Regions from separate parts of the Zea mays genome. Here region 1 is linked to region 2. The links are chromatin contacts, called in public Hi-C maps. All regions are on one chromosome and are shown on one strand. Each heading gives the region's core, a stretch centred on a gene start, on an enhancer-like site or on the middle of the called end of the contact. The rest is flanking DNA. Distances are from core to core; before and after follow the strand shown. Region 1 holds the start of LOC100279971. Region 2 has its middle 37 kb from the start of LOC103634952.

Region 1 (3,681 bases), core at 578-3,077, 270 kb after region 2:
AGGCTGGTTGAAAAGCTCCTCTGCCTGCACAAATTCATGATTCCAAAGCACAGCTGTATCTTTTGGAATACAGGCCTGGATGCTGTAGATCTGAACTGAACAAGAATCTTTGAAACCATGCCTTGCTTCTGCATAGAAGACAGATTGACCTTTCAACTAAGATATTTGACACAAGAAAAAAAAAGCAAATCACTGGAAAGCGAAAACACAGGAAAATTTTAGATCTAGTTATCCAAATATATCCTAGATGAAGCACCACAAATCAGGAAACTGTACCATAAATAAGAACAGAAATTCATGCATTACCTTCAAGTTTTGGGCCTGAAACGAGCTTTACACAATAATTTTCGGGATTGCTCTTCAACCACCCTGACACACTGTAAATCACCTGGAGGTCGGTTCCATGTTTGTCGACAAACTCCTGAAGCAACCTGAAGATAGTTTGCTAACTGCATAAGGCACCTAGAGTTTCATCATAATTTCATTCTCATTAATGAGATGACACATCACCATATTTGATGACATGGCACGGTATTTATAATGAGAGAGATGAAGAGAGTTTCGTGAGAGGAGAAAGGGTTTCATCCAGATGAAACTCAGGATACACGATTTCATAGACAAAAGCCGATGTGTCACTTTTGGAAACTGTGCAATGAAAGTTCCACTGGGAATGGCCTAAGTCATGCTCCTCAAATTACAGTTTCCCAGGGCAAATATTAACACGGCTGAAATACTACCTCTTGGCATCGTTCGATGATACAGAGAAGTTACGGCTAAGCCATTTGTACGAGATCTGTTATAAAAGCACAATATATAATGATGGAAAGTTAGTCACTGGGAAACAATTCCAACAAAAAAACAATGGAGGAAAACTAGACAAGCAACCGACAATCTCAAGTAACAAAGGCATATCGCTCTCATCATATTGAGTTGGGACAACAGTGTTCCTTACTATAGTCACTCCTAACAAGGGATAAAAATCATCTATTCTCTTGTGGGTTATCATTTATTGAGTTGGAACAGAGAGATCTCATCTATTCTCTTCCATCATTTGCGAGATAACCACGATGAACAGAACTTGACAGATTAAAACCAATCGGTGTAACAACTCAGACGTACACAGGTTTCAGTAAATCGTGTCTAGGCTTCAAAGGAACATTAATTTAATTGATTACGAAACTGTACAGGAGTTAAGCAGCAACGAGGCTGGTGCCTTTTCTTATTTATTAATTAGTTCTACGAACGACGAAGAGTGCAGTGCATCAGCAAATACGCAGCACGTAATGCAGTTTGCAGCTATTTCCCCGCTCAATCAGCAGTGACCACTAGTGGAGCATAACAAGCATCCATAATCATCAGAAATTCCCATACCAGTAACCAAACACATCGCCCTAACCAAGCAAAATGAGCCATCAAATGATCAAAACCCGCAGAATCCATGTCATCGACCACCCGCAACCGCAGGAATCTACGCAATAGCTTAACCTCGCGCCACGGAATCGAGGGGGTCGGAGAGGGGGTGATATAGCGGGGGCTGAGCCCATCATTACCACGCGAAGCGGGTCGGAGAAGAGGGCATGGATTTGGGGCAGCAGGTGGAGCAACGACTGGTCCACGGCCTCTCCCGCCATCCTCCCGTACCAGAAAGTCCAGGAACCCACGCGCCTAGGTTTTCCTGCCGAGTAGGGGGCGACGAAGAGGAGGGCGCGCGGGATCGGGAATTCGGGATTGGGGCCTGGGGCCTGGAGCAGTGGAGCCACGGCAGGCGGGGCGGTTTTTCCCGCTCCCGCCTCTATTTCCTTAGCGCAATCCGCAATGCAACGACAGCGGACCCCGCCCTGCAAGCCGCGGCGCGGGTGTTCGTTTCTAGGTGTTAATCGGATCGAATACGGACGGATATCAATGAAATCATATTTGTTTTCATATTTTTAGTCGGATTCGAATTCGAATACGGATAGTTTCGAATACGAATACAAATACGGATGTTCTCGAATACAAATACAGATAGTCGTGGGTCGAATACGGAGCTAATCGGACACGGATAGCGTCGGTAACGAATATTTTTGTCGGATATCGTGTAAGACATCATTCCACACATATCATAATTGTAATCATTTAGCCCCTCCTTTAGTCCAAATATTTTTGAGGACTATATGTGCACATATGCTACACCTCCATAAAAATCCATGAATGCTAAGGCTATTTTGAGTATTATTAATTTCTTTATGTAGAATATCATTAAAATACAATTAAATTCATAAAATATTGATAATTATGATATGTGGTTTCACGTGTTATTATGATATGTGGTTTCACTTATTATTATGGTGGTTTCACATGTAATCATTACGGGTTTCACAAATAAGTGGAAATGAAATGAAATAATTGATGACATCTTGTGGTTTTTATGGTTCAAATATTTTTGAGGATGCTATATGGACATATGTTACTCATACGCCAAATTTCGTGATTTTTTTAGACTATTTGTATATTATTAATTTCTTTTTGCAAAAAATCATCAAATGCATTTAAATCCATAAAATATTATAGTATCGACCAAAAATTGCAAATAAGTTATCAAGACTAATAAACATTCCATAAGAAGATAACCTCAAGTCCCTACATGAAAATGAGAAAGTGAAGTAAAGGTTATGTTAAAACTTGGATACTTAAGCTGATTTCACGTGTAACTCACATAACAAGTGTAAGAAAATGAAAAGAATCACTGGCATCTTATGGACTTTATGGCCCAAACATTTTTTAGAATTTTATGTAGACAAATGTTAACCCTCCGTCAAATTTTATGAATTTCTAAGGCTATTTGTGTATTATTAATTTCTTTCTAAAAAAATCATCAAAATGTAATTAAAATCATAAAATAATCTAGTGTCTACCAAAACCTCAAATCCCCATATGAAAATGATAAAGTGAAGTATTGATTATGTTAAAACTTGGATATTTAGGGTGATTTCACATGTAACTATCCGAATATCTGAAATATAAAATCTGGTAAGATATCTGGGTAGATGTCCGGATATCCGAAATATAAAATCCGGACAGTTATCCGAGAAGATATTCGGATATCCGAAATCTGACGGATATCAGTCATATCATATCTGTATCTGATATCCGAACTGTAGTATCCGAATTCGAATCCAAAATCCGAAAATTCTGCGGATATCCGAAAAAACTATCCAACCGAATAATTAGCCTCTTCGGACGGTCGGATGGTCGGATAATATCCGTACTGTTTACACCCCTATTCGTTTCCCTCGCGGTGGCGGCTCGGGGTAGATTTAGGGCCGCTTTTTTGACGAAGGGGCAGAGCCCCTATTTCATTAGAAAATAGAATAAGTGTCATTACAGACCACAACGATGGGATACAACTCATCACCAAAAAGAGTTTCTAGCGGAACTAACCTCTACATTCTATCATACTAGGAAAGCAAAGATTAGACTCCACTAGTATCAGCTCAAGTGAAACCGCAGTTTTTAAGTCAAGCTTATATACAATGGTCACATGCCAAAAGCAGCAACACAGCTAAAACACCTCAGATGTATCTAGCCCACCAAAATGACATCCAAACACTTGAGCTGTAGATAACAACCAACTAGCGCCAAAAGAAGTCTTCAACCAACAATACGACGGTCACTCGGACACCACCCAAAAGTCCTGCTCAT
Region 2 (3,510 bases), core at 125-2,624:
ACTCAGGGCTAACAAGAAATCTATCCAACTTCTCATACGTAGGGGGATTTCTATTATTGGACCAGGTATAAAGTCTACCACTAAGCTCCAGTTCAATCAGATCATGCATATCAATAATAGAATTAAATAAAGAACTCCACCTATTATTGGACCAGGTTTATTTTTGTCTGACTCATTCCTAAGGATGTTAAAGTCACCACCAATTAACATGGGTGAGAGCACTTGGAACAGAAAGCAGACAACTCACTCGGAAATTTATGTTTCTGGTCATTTTGAGCAGCTCCATACACGTTTATGAAGTTCGAAATAAAGCCTGATTCCTTATGAATCACCAGAATACGAATCATAAATTCCCCCAAATCTTTTTCTCTCACATCAAAAATGTCAGCATCAAACCCTACGAGTAAGCCACCAGATCTCCCATTAGGGGGGGACCAAACCCAAGCAAAATTTCTATTGCCACCAATAAAATTCAACCAAGAGTCATCAAAGTTTTTTTTGTTGGTTTCTTGAAGACCAATAAAATCAATTCTCTCTTTCCTAATAATATCTCTTAAGAAATCACTTTTCACATCTTTACCTAGGCCCTGACAATTCCAAATTAAGCCTATTATTCTGAACAACTTTGGGTGAGCCCCTCATTCATACCTCTCCTTTTAATAGGAATATTCCTATGTTTAGGAGATTTGTTGTCTTTCTTTTTCCTCACAGATTTTTTTTTGTGGCGAATTTTGCGACCTTTTCTGAGCACCATCACATTTTCAAGATCAGTCAAAGCATTATCCTCTCCTTTATTATGGACACTATTATCCATATCAGAGTCATGAATAACTGCCTTGTTAGGATCAAAATTACACTTAACAGATTGCACAACAAGATTCTTCCTAGAAAGCTCTAACGATTTTATCAGGTCTAAATTTTCCACAACTTCATTAACAGAAGATCCTAATTCAACCCCTAATTCGTGCGCAACATCCATAAGAACAACATTATCAGTATTAAGAACAGAAAATAGATTGTAAGACGTACCTTTGTTAATGAACGCGTCTTTAGCCATTGCTCTCGCTGTAGCCTTATCCGCAATCTTCATTTCATCATTGGACTCCAACCAAATCAGCAACACATATAAGAATGAGATTCAAACATCCTTCATTATCTAGTGTGGGTAACAACCAGACAACCACCCAAACTCCAGCAATCCACTACGTATCTCCGTAGTAGTAAGATAGCCCAGCAGCAGATTCGTTGGGGTTTGAGCGAGCTGCTAACTTGTGCTGGCCGCTGCACTGAGGAGATAACGAGCCGCTCTTGGTGATCTCGCGCAGCGGCGACTTGTTGTAGGCCCACGCGCCCAACCATATGCTCGTGTACCGGCCTGCCACGATCGCCGGGCCCAAGGTCCGACCGCCCCGAGTTCATCGACGCTCCTGTGATGGGCCTGTGGGCCGCGCCAAATAAAAGAAAAATCTCAGAACTCAGAACACGGGCCCATCTCAATCTCGCACTATCGCCAAAGCGTCAGCTGCTTCACAGTTCACACTTCACACCCACCCTGTCCGGCGAAGAGCTTGCCTGGCTTGACGACGTACGACTGTACGATTGCATGGAACAAAGAAGAGAAGACATCTCGGTGACGATGAATAATTACAGCTCTGTTGTCGGTTGCGACGCTGGAGACGACGAAGTGACGAACATGAGGTAGAAGGAGAGGACGAACTCCAGCGCCACCGCCTGCGCGTCCGTCCCCGCCGGCGCCGTGCCGAAGAAGTGGCCGCGCGCCGTGGCGCCGCCGATCGAACACCAGGCGCAGCGTCAGGCTGGCCAGCGTGGATCCCATAGCACCCTGGGCCACCGCGTAGCACGGCACCTGCGTTACGCATGCGTTCGTGCACGTACGCAGGCGCACAGCAAGTCAGCAACATTAGGACGCCGCCACGTATACGTAGCCCCTAACCTCTGCTGGTTGACACTGACCTGCTTCCAGGGGAAGCGTCCGCACGCGGCAAAGGCGACGGTGGCGTGGCCGACGGAGTAGACCAGCACCACGACGGCCAGACCCTAGTGCCCCGCAGTGTTGAATTTATGATCCAAATTCTGCGTATACCGATATATATTATTGACCCTAATTAGAGTTTTGTGCTGCGTCATAATCATTAATTTGCATCAGTCAGAGTATCAAACAGCAGCAAATGCACCACATTACTGTCGTTGTCCTATAACGAGCATCACGAGCAAGAGAGAGGCCGGGATGGTCGAGAGCTCCTGGTAATTCGTGGCCGGCCGGCCGGCCGTACCTTCTGCATGAACTGCACGGAGATCATGTCGGTCGTTGTCGTTGCTGCTGCCACTGCCAGGGCTTGCATCTTCTGAGATCTGATACACTGCCTGCCCTTCTTCCGTGGTGCTCCGGTGCTCCCCCTCCCAGACACCTCCTCGCCGGCAACGGTGTGTAGTACTTTAATCGGAGAATGACAGTGCACCCTTCTAGCACGCACGAAATCCTCAGCTAACTGGCAGGATTCGCACGCACTGCCGTTTTTCTCACCTAACTGAGCACATTTCATGCCAAATATCTTGTAGCTAGGGCTTTAGCCTGAATGTTTCAGTACTACTCCCTCCGACTATAAATGTTGGTCGTTCTTACTTTTTTTCAATGAGTCAACAATTTTTAACTTTGACTACGTTTATATAAGAAAATATTAATATTTATAGTATTAGATAGATCTTTAAATTTATTATTGTAGTAAAATTATTTAAAGATACAGATGTTGCTAATATATTCTATAAATCTAGTCAAACTTAATAAAATTTGATCAGCACGAATACCATAGCGACAAACATTTATTGACGGAGGGAGTAATACAGAACCAATCTATATTCGATTGATGGATAAACTAATTAACAGGACCAATCTCATAGAACTAGTAGCAGTGATCTATGAATGACAAATTCAGTACCATCTGTGGTAAAAACAGTGAAAACACTGAAACTGGCACTCGACGGCTTGCAGTAGAGAGTAAACCAACCTTAAAACACGAGGTACCACTACCAGACATAGCTGCCCACCTGCTTGCTCATTTGACGAACTCTTTGCAGGGTGTAACTCTCGGCAAAGAAGTTTTAACAAACTGTACATTGACAACGGCTTCTTTGTTGAGGACTTTTTATTGAGCACTCGGCAAAAAAAAGTCACTATTACGGCGTTAAATGACGGTGATGAAGTCTATGCCAAGTGCCTGCTAGAGTAGCACGCTCGACAAAGGGAGCAACAGTAGGCCCCTTTGCCAGGCCTTTGCTGAGTGCTCTAGCAGTCACTCGACAAAGGTTGCTTCTTTGCCGAGGGTCGCAACCACAGCGTGCTCGGCAAATAAGCTTGACACTCGGCAAAGTCTCCTTTGCCGAGTGTTGTGCCCTTGGTTAATTAGGTCTGTACCGAGAGTCTTAGTTCGTCGAAAGTGGCACTCAATAAAGTATATTTCGCCGAGTGTCTGATAAATTATACTCAGCAAA

What was found. Hi-C and Micro-C count contacts between places; a contact is called where the count stands out from the background.
Region 1: a Hi-C map of leaf shows a contact between it and region 2, with 5 times the contacts expected there. The contact joins the promoter of LOC100279971 here to the enhancer-like site in region 2. A contact is called at or near these places in 2 of 25 Hi-C or Micro-C datasets (leaf and tassel).

Annotation. Positions count from the first base shown.
Region 1 is chr8:24,005,688-24,009,368 of Zm-B73-REFERENCE-NAM-5.0, forward strand. LOC100279971 reads right to left here and starts at 1,828. Exons shown (of 8, transcript NM_001152919.2): 1 at 1,551-1,828; 2 at 738-793; 3 at 307-431; 4 at 1-128. The coding sequence starts at 1,631.
Region 2 is chr8:23,739,292-23,742,801 of Zm-B73-REFERENCE-NAM-5.0, forward strand. No RefSeq gene overlaps it. Among protein-coding and RNA genes, the nearest start is that of LOC103634952, 37 kb to the right of the region's middle. Within about 2 kb of position 1,375, at least 19 of the 20 cell types and tissues checked have an H3K27ac peak or open chromatin away from gene starts, as enhancers often do. A contact at or near this core is called in leaf and tassel, where this site is marked.